Regions from separate parts of the Cricetulus griseus genome. Here region 2 is linked to region 1. Evidence: chromatin contacts called from public Hi-C data. All regions are on one chromosome and are shown on one strand. Each heading gives the region's core, a stretch centred on a gene start, on an enhancer-like site or on the middle of the called end of the contact. The rest is flanking DNA. Distances are from core to core; before and after follow the strand shown.

Region 1 (6,964 bases), core at 401-2,900:
AGTGGTGGCGCATGCCTTTGATCCAGCACTGGGGAGACAGAGGCAGGTGGATCTCAAGAGCTAGTTCCAGGACAGCCTCCAAAGCCACAGAGATACCCTGTCTCGAAACAAACAAATGAACGAACGAACAAACAAACAAACAAACAAACAGAGGTACTTACTGGCTGTGGTTTCCTGGGCATGAGATCAACAGAGGCATGGTGTCCAAAGACTCAGAGTGTTCCCATCTTGGGGCTTGAACCCAGTACCTTGCACACCATAACGTAAGCTCATGAAAAGTCTTTCTCTCCCTCTCTTTTTCTATTGTGTTGTGTGTGTGTGTGTGTGTTTCACTCACCAGGTCAGAGGACAGCTTTGCTTCCTCTTCGACCTTCTTCGTGTGGATTTTGGGTTACTAGGCTGGGCAGCACATGCTTTCCTGACTAAGCCGTCTCCTGTGTCTTTCTGAGACAGGCTCTTGCCAGTAGTCCCCACTGCCCCACACTGCCTATGTGGTGCAGGCTGGTGGGCATCTTCCTATTTCAGTCTCCCAAATACTGACATTACAGGCATGCGCTGTCATTTGTAGCAAGTCACCTTCTGGTTTTGTTATTGGGGACTGGGTCTTCTGTAGCCCAGAATGACCTCAAACTCCGGATCCTCCTGTTTCCACCTCCCAAGTGCTGGGATCAAGGGGTGTACCTCCATGCCCAGCTTGTTACATTTTAAAACGCACTTAAGGGTGTGGAGCAAAGAAAGGCGATTTTTTTTTTTTTTTTTTTTTGAGTTCCCTAGGTCAGTGGTTCTCAACTGGTAGGTTGAAACCCCTGTAGGAGCCGAACAACCTTTTCACAGGGGTCACCTACGGCCATCATCAGAAAACACAGATATTTACATTTCGAGTCATACATAACAGTAGCAAAATTACAGTTATGAAGTAGCAATGAAAATCATTTTATGGTTGGGGGTCACCACACATGAGGGACTGTATTAAAGGGTTGCAGCATTAGGAAGGTTGAGAACCATTTTCCTAGGCCTTCCTCACCGCCTTAAATGACCAATTCCCCAAGCCCACCAAGGTGTCGGGGTAGAACCCGACCCAGCAACACATTCCAGGACTTTCTGACCACTGAGCAGGTGTCAGCCAGACTGGCCTGATAATGGAAGAGCTGCGGGCACCTGCCCAGACAGGTGGAATCAGACACCGAAGGCAAATTCCTTCCTTTCAAAATTTTATCTGGTGTCCTGCTCCTGTCAACCTGCTGTGTCAAACTTTTGGAGAGCTGGTTAGGAAGATGACGATATGATCTCTCAGCCCAGGGCTGTTCTATCCTGGCTAATGCCACTGTAGTTCCAACAAGTGGCCTCGCTGAACCATCTTTGGGTTCCCAGGGGACTTTTCCTTGTTTTTTTTTTTTTTTTTTTCTTTTTTCCCCCTTTTCCTTGACTGGGGGACCCACAAGAGGGTGGCCATCTCTTTTCATTTAAGCCTGGCTCCCTGCACACCGGAGGAAGGAGTGATGATGCGGGGTGATGCCAAGGGGAAATAAAGACCTATTTCTCCCGCAAAAAGTAACAAAGGAGCGGCAGGCAGCTGCTGGCTAGGTCTTTGCCCTTGGGGCTTCGGAGTGCCCTCGGGGAGGATGGGTGTGGCTCTCTCTAGGAGATGACAGTGGCAGTGCTCATCCGTAGCGGGGTTCACCGTGTGGCCTTTTTCTTGCCCGCGCTCCGGGTCTGGCCAGAGCGCTCGTCGTGGGGAGCTACGCATGGCACACTCGGGTGCTCACCCCACAACCCCGCCGCCTTATTTCATGAGTGACTGTGCTTCTGACGTCAGGGAGGCCTTCGGTTCATTCTCTGGCACGGTGACTCTATTTTCATAACAGCGAGAAGTGCCGCGGAACTGGATTAGGCGTGTCCTCTACCCCGCCCCGCCCCCGCCCCCTGTCCCTCGGCTCACCCTCTCCCTCCCTCCGGCGACAGAAGCCTTTATAACTGCTTGGCCGGGCCAAGGAGGGATCGGTGTCCCGGGACGTGCCCAGCAGCCAGGGGTCGCACGCTCTCCTCTCCGTCCCACGCGCGCGGGAGTCGCGAGTTCTCGGTTCACCCCCAGCGCCGCGGCGCGCAGGTAAGAAGGGCACGCGGGGCCCCAGCTTTAAGTCGGGAGAGCGGGGCTTGGGGGAGCCGTGGGGGCGCAGACAGCTTGTGCCGGGCTTCAGCTGGCCCGCAGACACTGATGGAACCGAGGAAGGAATGCCTTTAGCTTCACCCACCTCGGAGTGCCTTCTCTGGACTTCCCAGGCTAAGACAGGGGAAAGACCAATAAGCAAGCAGTCTCCAATTGTATTGCACAGGCCTGTAAGCCTGTACCTGGGAGGTAGAAGCCGCAGGATTAAGAGTTCAAGGCCAGTCTCTACATACCGAGGTCCAGGTCAGCCTGGGCTACCTTAGTACCTGTCTCAAAATAGAAAACAATATCTTTAAATATTGAAATGGAAAGATGTACGTCTTGGACTGCACTAGGCTGCCGAGCCCATCCGAGTTTCAAGGGAATTGTGAATGAATAGAGTGTGTGTGTTGGGGGTGGGGGGGGTGGCAAGGGGTGACAGGGGGGTAAGCTGTTCCTTTTCCGAAGGAGACAAGGCTCAAAGAGTGACTTCCAGATAGATCTTCCTCAAAACCCCTCACACTCCCGTGTGACAGAACAAAAACAAGGGGGAGCTCTTGGTATCCCTCCACCTCACCCTTTATTTTCCCCAGTGCCCTCACATCCCTCTCTCCCTTTAACTCCTGCCTGCCAGCAAGAGAGTGGAAAGCTCATCTTGCCCGAGGAGAAGCAGGGACACAGTGGCACGCAGAAGCAGGAGGTTGGCTGATCTCAATGAATCTGAAGACAGGAAACATTGGTTGTTGTTTTAATTTTTTTAGATATTCAGGCTGGCCTCAAGTTTGTAACCATCCTTGTGCCTCAGCTTCCAGAGTGCTGGGATTCTAGGTATCAGTCACCACACCTGACCAAAATTGTCTCTTAAGCGAAGACTCCTAAATGGCAAAGCCGGCCTGGTTCCAGAAATTGGGAGAACCAACATTCCCGACTTTTCTCCAGCCTAGCTTTCTTCTCAGAGGCTTTTGTTGAAGCCTGTGAAGGGTCCTTTGGAATTAGCCACTGCTCTGAGCTCATTCCTGAAGGAGAATTCTTTAGCCACTTCAGACACAATGGCTTGGGGACTTGGAGGGGAGGGTGAGGCCAGCACTCCACCCTTCGGGGTTTGTGTGCTGGCCACCACTGAGAGAGAGAGAGAGAAGGAAGGGGAGGAAGGGTTGGGAGGTGCTGCCCTGGGATCAAAGCAAGAACAGAGAGGTTGGCCTCCAGGCCCAAAGGGAATGAATGAATGGCTGGAGCCATCTCTGTGATTTCCCAAGAAGGGTCTCTACTTGGCCCCAGGCAGTCCAGGGTTCCTGGGCTCTGCAGAAACAAGTAGCTTATCAATCAGCCACCTGTTCCCTGAGGTCCTTATGCTGAGGGGGTCTTTGGGGGATGCCCAAGCACATTTTCTGTGTAGATGCTAGATTCTCTTGCTCTGTGTGTAGATCCTTGCTTCCCTGTGGCTGCACAGTCTCCTCCAGTGGCTGGTTGGGAACTTGCATTTTCAATTCCGTGCCATTCTTGAGAGGTAGCCGAGTGTGAGGAAGAATTCTGATGGAGGATCCTGCTGTTCTTTCTGGAGATCCATGAATGGAACGGTGTGATCACACAGTGGGCAGTAAACCCAACAGGATTTTTCACTTGAGGCGATCTGACCTTCAGAGCAAGGCTGACTTTTTTCTTGTTTGTTGGAGCCTCCTCCCCTCTGTCTGTAGGTGTGAACATGCCACGATGCAACTTGAGGGAATTGGTTGTGTATGGAACTGGGTCCTTAGGACTTTGCCACTTGTTAGCTCCTGCTATTGTTTTAGAAAAGGGATTGAAATAGCCTCGACTGACCTGGGATTCACTGTGTAGACCAGGTTGCCCCCAGTCAGATTTACTTCTATATTCTCAGTGCTGGTATTACAGACCCTCTGAAAACTCAGTGTTTGTATTTTAAACTCCCCCACTGCTTGAGTCAAGGTTTCATTGTGGCTCCTCCTGGCCTGGAATTCACCATATAGAGCAGGCTGACCTTGAACTCACTGCTTCCCAAGTGCTGAGAATAAGGCATGTTTCACCATGGCCGCTTTATTCTTGAGTTTATGGCCTTTCTTCCTTCTCTCCTTCCTTTCATTTTGAGACCAAGTCTTTATCATTTGTCCTGGAGCATTCCAAACCGCAGAATGCAAATGCTTCTCCACTTTCACTGTTTCAAGTGGCTGGGAGGACAGGTGTGACCCACTGCACCCTGTTTGTATGTTTATTTTAGATTTTTCGGATTCTTTGTGTTCTAAATGACACTCAGCTTGTGGTAAACATTCATGACCATTCGGATAAATTCCATCAGATAGAGCAGGGGTAGCAAACTATGATCTATCGTTCAAAATAGCCCGTAGTTTTGTTTTTTCCTTCTTAATAGTCTCTCTCTCTCTCTCTCTCTCTCTCTCTCTCTCTCTCTCTCTCCCCTTCCCTCCCCCCGTCCACACCCCCTTTTGAGACAGGGTTACTCTGTGTGTCAGTCTTGGAACTCTGTAGACCCGGCTGGCCTCAGACTTACTGAGATCCACCTGGTTCCCGAGGGCTTGGATTAAAGAGTTTCATAAGAGCTGGGTGGTGGTCACTCACATCTTTAATCCCAGCACTTAGGAGGCAGAGGCACGTGGATCTCAGTGAGTTCAAGGCCAGTCTGGTCTACAGAATGAGTTCCAGGACAGACTCCAAAGCTACAGAGAGAAATCCTGTCTTAAAAAACAAAACAAAACAAAACAAACAAACAAACAAAAGGGAAACGTTTCATGGGGACATATTAATGCTCATTTGTTTTTGTATTATTTGTGGCTACTTTTATGTTACAAAATCACGGCTTCCAGAGTCCCAACTTCTTACTGCCATTACAGAAAGTGCTTGACAACCACCAAGTTAGAGGGTCTGAATTATTTGGTTAATAATGAAGATTTGAATGGAATGACGATAGACAGACAGTGTTTCCATTAAAGTATCCAGAAAACATTTTTGAAATCTTGTTGGTTATTTATTTTATGCATGACATCTGCCAAGGACCAATTTTTAAGTCTATAGGTGCAGAGGAGATGGCTCGGTGTGTAAGAGTGCTTGATGTGCAAACACAAAGACCTGAGTTAGAATCTTAAACACCTGTGTAAAACCCGGGGCATAGCCATGTATGGCCGCGCATGTCAGAGATAGGTAGATCCTGGGAGTTTCCTAGTCAGCCAGTCCACCAGAACACTGAGCTTCAGATGCAGTGAGAGACTGTCTCAAGACAATAAGGCAGAGAGAGAGCTGTGGAGGAAGACACTGTCCTCCTCTGGCCTCTGCCTGTAAACTCATGCTGGTACATAGTCAACACCAAGAAAAAAGGCTGTAACCTTGTTTTTTATTTTAGTTTCCTGCATCTTCTGTTTTAAACATTTCATGTTATGTTTTTCTTTTTTAACATGATGCATCTCTAATTGTTTTTTGTTTGTTTTGTTTTGTTTTTTCACTGTGGGTTTTATTTACTATGCAGGTTTGACTGGCCTGGAGCTCATGTAAACCAGGCTGCTCCCAAACACATAAGACCCACCTGCCTTGAAATGCTCGATCCCAGGGCTATCATCACACACAGTGGTTTATAGTGTTGCATTGCACATTCTCTTTCCTCTATAGCCCATTTGCTTTGTTGAGAGTTAGAGTGGGATGGCTCCACTCTCGGGTACCGCATGAAGGTGAAAATGGGCCTGAGCCTTCTTGTTAAATTTGTCCTCGTCGGTTACACGGTGATGGTGTGTTTTCCTTCCATCACTACCTAGAAACTCAGCTCGGTTCTGTTAGTAAGGCGTTATTCACTGGATGCTGCTACGATGTGTCATGTTTATGTGATGGGAACCTGGATGGCTCCCTGGTCCTGGGGATCTCAGGGAGGTACTTCCCATCTTTCCTAATCCCTTTTCAAGTGCAGAGACGTTCCTTGGGACTCCTCCCTTGGAAGAACTCAGCCTGGATAAAAGTAAGAGAGTCAGAAACATCTGCACAGATTCATCTAAAATTTCTTAATCCCGTAGCTGGGTGTGTTGGCTCACGAATGAGAGCCCATGACATGAGAGATGGTGGCCGCCGGAGGGTTGGGAGTTTGAGGCCAGCCCCAGCTACACGAGAATGAGACCCTGTCTCAAACAAATACCTCACCCCCATTACTCACACTTGAGTAAGTATTCAGCAGTTAGTCTTAGTCCAAAATACTTGCTCAGGACCACTGAGCAGAACATATATATAGAGATGCCACCAGCCAGAAGGTCTGCTCTGTGTCCTCATGGAACTTGTCATCCAACAGGCTTGTCAGCACTGGTGTGTCCATCTATAGTCGCTACAAGGTACATGGAAATCAATACTTTACTGTCAAGCCTAGGGTGAGAACTACACATTTGGAGTGAGGTAGGATTAACAATAATGTGATAAAATTCCCAGTACTTCCAGGTGGTGGTGGCTCACACCTTTAATCCCAGCACTCGGGAGGCAGAGGTAGGTGATCTTTGTGAGTTCAAGGCCAGCCTGATCTACAGAGTGAATTCCAGGACAGTGAAGGCTGCACAGAGAAACCCTGTCTTGAAAAACAAGACAAAACAAAACCCAACCCCCCAAAAATCCCAGTAAAGTTTAAATTGGGAGAAGAAATACAACTGAATTGTAAGCAGGAGGGGAAGGGGTTTTCTGACTAACAGAATGACTTCATGTACTAAGTATGATTCTGTATGAGAAGGCCCGGAACAACCCCAAATTCCGATTCACATAGAAAACACTTTTGGAATGTCGGGTGTGGTGATGGACACCGGGAATCCTGGCACTCAAGAGGCAGGA
Region 2 (6,960 bases), core at 1,774-4,273, 40 kb before region 1:
GGCCTAAACGGGTGGCTAGGAAAACTGGTTTCTTGAATAGTTTCCGACCCCAGGTGATGAGAGTTGCATCAGTGCATCAGAAAGGAAGGATTTTCTACATAATTTCATCTTCTTGTTACTGACATGTGACGTTAATCTTCCATCCTTCCTGTTGGGTTTGAATGCAGATGTAGAGCTGGGGCATTTCCAGAGTCGGAAGCAACCACTGGCCCTGGGAACTGTGGTCAAGAATGTGGGTTCTTGGACATCAGAAATCCCTTTTTAAGCTGCTGGTTTATGAACTCTGAGGGCTTTTACACACTACCATTACAATTGTATGCCACACCTGACTGTTTATGACTTCTGGGAGTTGAACTCAGGTTTTTGTGTTTTCAAAGCAAGCCCTTCACTAACAGCTATCTCCCTAGCTCTGAAAGGGGTTCCTTTACACTGCAAACGTACCCTAGGAGCAGTGCATTCGTAGTAAACTGAAATTCAGCACGTAGCTTTTGTTTAGTTTGCTCTTAATTTCCTAAGTTCTTTTTGTGTTTAGCTGGGGTCTCGTGTGTCCCATGCTGGCCTCCAGCTCATTATGTAGCTGAGGATAACCTTGAACTAACTCCTGATCCTCTTATCTCTATCTCTGAGTGCTGAGACTGTAGACGTGTGCCTCTCTGCCTGGTTTATGTGATGATGCTGGAGATCAAACCCAGGGATCTGTGTCTACTAGGTTAGGACTCTACCAACGGAGTGTCAGCCCCATGCTTTGCATTTCATCCAGGTTCATTTGAGTGAAGGATAAGTTAGAGGAGTCAGACAATTGGGGGGGGGGGCAAGTAATGAGAGGGCCATACTTGGGAGGAGTTGGAGGAACTGTTGTGGGTCAGGCACCTCTTGGAGCTAATTTTCTACATGTCAAATTTTACTGATAGGCTTCTTCAGGGCACCTCTGGTGGCATCAACAGATGGCTGTTGTTGTTTTCACTCTGTGGAGGACTTTAGAAGCAAATTAATGTTGAATTGGTTTATGACTGGGAGGCGGGGGAGGCATATAGTAGAGAAATCTTAGAGTTATTCTGGCCTGAACTTTTCTACTAGGCAGTGGTCCAAGGGACTAAGGGATATGTATATTTTTGGAGAGACTTTTTAAAGAGTGATCAAGGAAGATACCAGACATTGACCTCTGGCTTATGAGCACACAGGCACACACAGGAGAACAAGTGCACACCACATACACACAAAACCTGTGCCAGGCTTGGAAGTATAGTTCCATGGTAGTTCTTACTATGAAGGGCAAAGATGCAAATCATGTTTATTTCTCAGTCTTTCAAAAATGCAATGAACATCTCAGAATTGTCTGTCCCCTCATAGACATCTGGATTAGAGCCAGAGGGCTTCCCAGGTAGCTTCCTGCCTGGGAGCTCTCTACTGCCTATCAGACTCCATCTAGCAAGTACCCCAAAGCTCTGGGAAATGCACCAGAAAGAACCGGAGGATGTCATGTTGGTGACAGAAAACAAAGGAACCCACCTTATCAGAGCAGGTAACAAAGCATGAAGAAGGTGTGTCCTCAAGAAGAAATTAAGAGAATGGACTACAGCCGTTCTAATCCAGAGCTCTTGGGGTGAAACCTGGCCTTGAGGCAGATAATAAAAAGGGTTGTGAGTCACTTGGCCTGGAATGACAAGAGACAGTCCTGGCACTGGAGACTCAAGGGTGGCCCACACCTACATTCCTCTTCGTGCCTCACCTGTCTCAAGAATGCACTAAAACTACAGCTAAAAATAAATGCAGAAACTGGAGGTCTGGGAAGTATCGCCAAACAGTCACACCTCAGAGTCAAGAGCTGATCTGTGCCAAGATTGAAGGCAGGCAGAGAATGGGCTCAGCCAAAGGCCACAGTCTCCAGGGCCCCAATGTCTGTTGATACTGTTGGAGTTGTCTTAGTTCATACTGTTGTGTGAAGAGACACCATGACCAAGGCTACTTAGGAAAGGAAGCATTTACTGGGGGCTTGCTTACAGTTTCAGGGCGTTAGTCCATGATCAGCATAGCAGCAGGCAGGCATGGGCGCTGGAGCAGTAGCTGAGAGCTTCTAGCTGATCCACAGCAGGAGGCAGAGTGAGGGAGACTTGGACTCCTTTGCTCAGGCTTTTGAAACCTCAAAGCCCACCCCCAGTGACACTTCTCTTCCAACAAGGCCACACCTCCTAATCCTTCCTATACAGTCCAACAATTGGAAAACAAATATTCAAATATATGAGCCTGTGGGGACCATTCCTATTCAAACCACCACAGAGTTTTGTCTGCTTGTAGCCTTCTGTTCACTTGATAACTAGACTTCCAGCTCTTAGGAGGAGGAAACAGGAAGCCCAGTTCAAGGCCAAGGTCAGCTGCATAGGAGTTTGAGGCCGGCCTGGGCTACGTGAGGCTCCCATCTTAAAAATAAAAATAAAAATAAAAAAATAAGCCAGTGAAGTGGTACAGCAGGTAAAGAGGACCAGTTTGATCACAGAACTCAAATGATGGAGAGAACTGACTTTCACAGATTATCCTGTGACCCCCACACGCATTGAATGCCACCCCACCTCCAATAAATAAATATATACAAAAATTAGATTACAATATCCAACCTAAACATACACACACACACACGCACACGCACACACACGCACACGCACACACACACACACACACACACACACACAGCAAAACAAATTTGATTCCAAGTCTCAGTCTTTATACTAAGTGCATGATATGAATATGTATCGTTTATATATACTATCCCACATCACACACTCAGTGAACATTTACAGAACAAAAGGAACCAGCCACCACCGGCAGTATCGCCTTTCTTAGATGTGCTCCACATAACAAATGAGTATTACGCCAATAAGCTTTCAGTTGCCAATTTAGTTTCCAATTGGCCACAAGAAAAAGAGAATAAAAAAAAGGACATTTCCATTTTCACCAGTAGATGGCAGGGGTAGGAAAGCGCTCTGTCACTTCCTCAGTGGGGGAAAAGTTGGAGCGTATGATTAATAGTGAGCCGTAACCGAGGTGCCGTGCAGGACAGAAGGGCACGCAGTGTACTTTGTGTGGCCAGCAGTGACTAAGGGGTAGTAATCAGGGTGGTATGGGAACTACCTGCAGCGTCTGAAGGGTGCCACCCTTCCACAGGGCTGCCAGGGCTCTGAGAGTTACTTGCTGGTAGAGAGCTTGATTTCTATGTGCACAAGACAGGGCTCTGCTCTACTAGCTGGCGGGTCTGTGCCAGCTCTCCTTCTATTTAAAGTCTGCGCTTCCTTCTGGAGTTTGATAAATCACCAACCCCTTATTTCCCAGGCTACAGACTGGCATCTCCTTCCCAATGCACATTGCTTCTGCGAGTAAGTTGCTCAGTGTCTGGATCCCCTTGCACTGTATCCCTCTACCTGGCTGCATCTTCATCTAGTAGGCCAGTCCATAGTTTTTACTCCCTGTGAAATAAGGGTGGCGCTAGGTAGCTGGCGAGTATCTTACTCTTTTTGTCTTTGGCGCAAAGTGACATGAAATTGTCCTCCATCAGAAAGAACCATAGCAGAGGTCAGGTGTGGTGGTCAACGCTTTTGGGTGGTGGGGCCAAGGGCATAGCTCAGTGGCAAAAGATGTGTTTGCATGCGTGTAGCTCTGGGTTCTATTCCTGGCATTAAATAGAAAATGAGGGGTCAGGGGGTTGGCTCAATTGCTGAATGCTTGCTGCGATGCAGGCATGAGGACCTGAGTTCACATCTCCAGCACTTAAAAAGCTGGTAGGGCAGCGTGCCCCTGTGACCGCAGCACTCGGGAAGGGATGCTGCAAATCTGCAGGACTCCCTGGCCAGCCATCCAGTGAATTGGTGAACTCAGTTCAATGAGAGGCTCCATCTCAACAAATACGGTTGTGTTGTGAGCCCGTGGGGTGGCTCAAGGGGTTAAGGCACTTTCTGGCAAGCCTGGCCATCTGAGCTTGGTCCCTGGGACCTATATGATGGGAGGAGAGAATAAGTGGAGAGCAATCAAGGAAGACACCAGGTGCTTACCTCTGACTTCCACAAACATGTGCGCGCGCGCACACACACACACACACACACACACACACACACACACACACACACACACACGTGAGCCCTTCTCCATGTATATGCGTGCACACACACACACACAGAGGGGAAATGGAGGGGGAGAGAGGGAAGGAAAAGAGGAGAGGGGGAGAAGGAGAGGAAGTGGGGGGAGAGAGAATTCTGCCTGCCACACTTGAATGCTGGCTCTTTCCCACCATTCTTTGGTGACTCCAGTTCATTATCTGACATCTCAGAAACTCCCTAGCCCCAGCTATTAAACCCAGTGCTACCTTCCAGGCAACAGCCCCCTTGTGATTTTCAGGTGAGTCAAGAGAGCAGAGACCATGACAAGTTTTCTGGGTTGCCACATTTTCCTTTGTTCAGCTGTCAGAGTTGTTTTAAACAAGTGAGCCTGCTGTGTCCTCCATTGTCTCCCTTACTGGGGGTGGGGGTGGGGTTGATTCAGTTTCTGAGGTAACTTCTGAAAAGCTTGTTTGTGATATTTGATAGCTGCATCCTGGTCCTCTTTTATTCTGTGTCTACCTCTTTAAATTTGTCCAAGGAGGTTCAAGAATTTGGTAGGGAGCTGAGATTTGCCTGTGATGGTGCCGAGCCAAGACTGCTTGCTGTTTGCACTTTGTTGGCCATGGTGGATTTCAGAGGGCTGGGGGTAACGCAGCCTTGTAATCCCAGTACTCAGAAGATTGAGGCAGGAGGATTGCCGAGTGTGTAGCCCAGGCTAGCTTGCATGGAAGGTCCAAAAAGAAAGAGGATTGGCTGGTGATATGGCTGGGAGGGGGGAGGCACTTGCCGCCATGCCTGGCAAACTGAGTTTCATTACAGGGACCCACATGGCGGAAGGAGGGAACTGAGTGTGCTAGTGTTAGACCCTCAGAAAGCTGAGGCTTCCAGAATCTTAGCCCAGGACGGCGGCCACCCCAAACACAGAATGGAGGCGAAAGCTTGATGCAAACTGCATGAGGCTTTATTGTAGTTTTACGAGCTAACCCCATGTTAGCTCGGGTCTTTCACCCACCCGCCATGGCAGACGGCTAGAAAAAGACGGCTCCTTGGGTCTCCCAAAAGATCTTATAGGGCAGCGTAAGGGGAGTGTCTAGGGGTACGCACAGGCTCACGATTGGTGTGCCTCCAGGCTTGGAGGACTTGCCCTGTGTTGATTGGTCAACTGGTTGTTATGGCTCATAGGCCCTCCCAGGGCGGTTGCTATGCTCTCTACGTCATTGCTGTGCGCTTGTCCGTAAAGCACACCCAGAGCCATAAAGCATAGCGTCACCAGCTAACTTCTGATTGGTTCCTTGTCACGAGACAGGCATCTGACTTTCTAGTGTCTAGGTCAAGGTCATAGAAGCACATGTTCGACCATTATGGCTGCCAAAAGGGAAGCCGGTTCCTTCACTAGTTGTCCTCCGACCTCCACCTGCGTGCCTTGATAATAAGTGGGCATGAGCACACGGAAATAAGTAATAAATAAGTAAATAATTCTTTTGAAGAGGTGAAAAAGAAATTGGTTTGAAATTTGGTGTCTACCACCATATTCTCAAGAAATATTACATGAAACCTGAATTTTAGACAAAGATGGTGTTGATCAACAGAGTCTGCTCAGTTTTCCTAAAGGAAAATATATACAACACACACACACACACACACACACACACGTGTATATATATATTTACACATTTGTGTGTGTTTTACCATGTGCCCACAAGCTCCAGCTGTTTAAAGAGAGGCAATAAAACAAATTATCCCTGCTCGTTAAGCATCCTGTCTGAGGGAGCTACAACACCTCCTCAGGACTAACCCCTTACAGCCTGAAGTCCTCCTCAGGACTAACCCCTTACAGCCTGAAGTCCTGAGTGAAAAGATTGCCAGGATATGTCAGAGAGAAAAGAACCTTTTGTTTTTTACTTTTTTATGTGTGTGCACGTGTACACTTGGAAGTCAGAGGACAGTTTGTAGGAGTTGGTTCTCTCCTTCCACGATGTGGATCTGGGCCTTGAACTCAGGTTGTCAGGCTTGGCTGCAAGCTCCTTTACCCAGTGAACCATTTTGGCAATCTCACTTTAATTTTCTCTATCTTTTTGTTGTTGGTGGTGGTGGTAGTGGTGGTAGTGGTGGTGTGTGTGTGTGTGTGTGTGTGTGTGTGTGTGTGTATGTTGAAATAGGGCTGGCCTGGAACTTGCTATGTAAATGAGGCTGGTCTTGAGCTCATATTAATTTTCTTAATAAATGCACATGTTTTCCTTAACTAGTGATTGTTGTGGGAGGGTTATAAGTAAGTCACATTTGGCACCGCCTCTCTGCAGTGTCCTCCTCTGGGGACTTCAGATTAACATGTGACCATGGAGAGTGGCCTTGAAAGGGACAGAAGACCTCATCAGGACAGGCCTGCATGAGCGGGTTAGATGGAAATAAGGAAAACCAGTACATCTGGGCTGGGTGTGGGCTGAGGGAAAAGGGGAAGTGCCAAGGTTTATAGCCACACAAACCCAGGGTTTATGGTTAACCAGCATCGAGTCATTTCCTGTCCTTCCTCCTGCTCTCTCTACACTCAGTGGGACACTCCCTGGTCAGTGGCTCGTGGCCAAGGCCCATTTATTTTTCCTGTGGCATAGAAGAGTTATTGCTGAAGAGGTCATGTACAACTGGGTGGGAAACAGGTTGCAAGATAATCTGTTCAGGTGCCGAAAGAAGCTTCTAGAACTTTTACTTATATTTATTTATTATTGCTGATTTCTATTTTTGCTTTATAACAGATATAAAGTGTTGCTACAGTAAAAACTTATAATAAATATGTAGAAATAGGGAGTATGTAAAAAGTGTTAGGTTGAGAGATGTAACCTGGTGGTAAAGTACTTGGTAGCATGATGAAGCCCTGAGT

Evidence for each region. A called contact is a pair of places that touch in the nucleus more often than the background predicts.
Region 2: a Hi-C map of fibroblasts shows a contact between it and region 1, with 3 times the contacts expected there. The contact joins two enhancer-like sites. A contact is called at or near these places in 4 of 8 Hi-C or Micro-C datasets (the CHK-Q cell line, the CHO-K1 cell line and fibroblasts).

What each region holds. Positions count from the first base shown.
Region 1 is chr8:13,885,532-13,892,495 of CriGri-PICRH-1.0, reverse strand. Gprc5a (retinoic acid-induced protein 3) reads left to right here. Exons shown (of 5, transcript XM_027429894.2): 2 at 1,963-2,107. Among named protein-coding and RNA genes, the nearest start is that of Gprc5a, 9.0 kb to the left of the region's middle. Within about 2 kb of position 1,650, at least 2 of the 6 cell types and tissues checked have open chromatin away from gene starts, as enhancers often do. A contact at or near this core is called in fibroblasts, where this site is marked.
Region 2 is chr8:13,927,189-13,934,148 of CriGri-PICRH-1.0, reverse strand. No RefSeq gene overlaps it. Among named protein-coding and RNA genes, the nearest start is that of Ddx47, 16 kb to the left of the region's middle. Within about 2 kb of position 3,023, at least 2 of the 6 cell types and tissues checked have open chromatin away from gene starts, as enhancers often do. A contact at or near this core is called in fibroblasts, where this site is marked.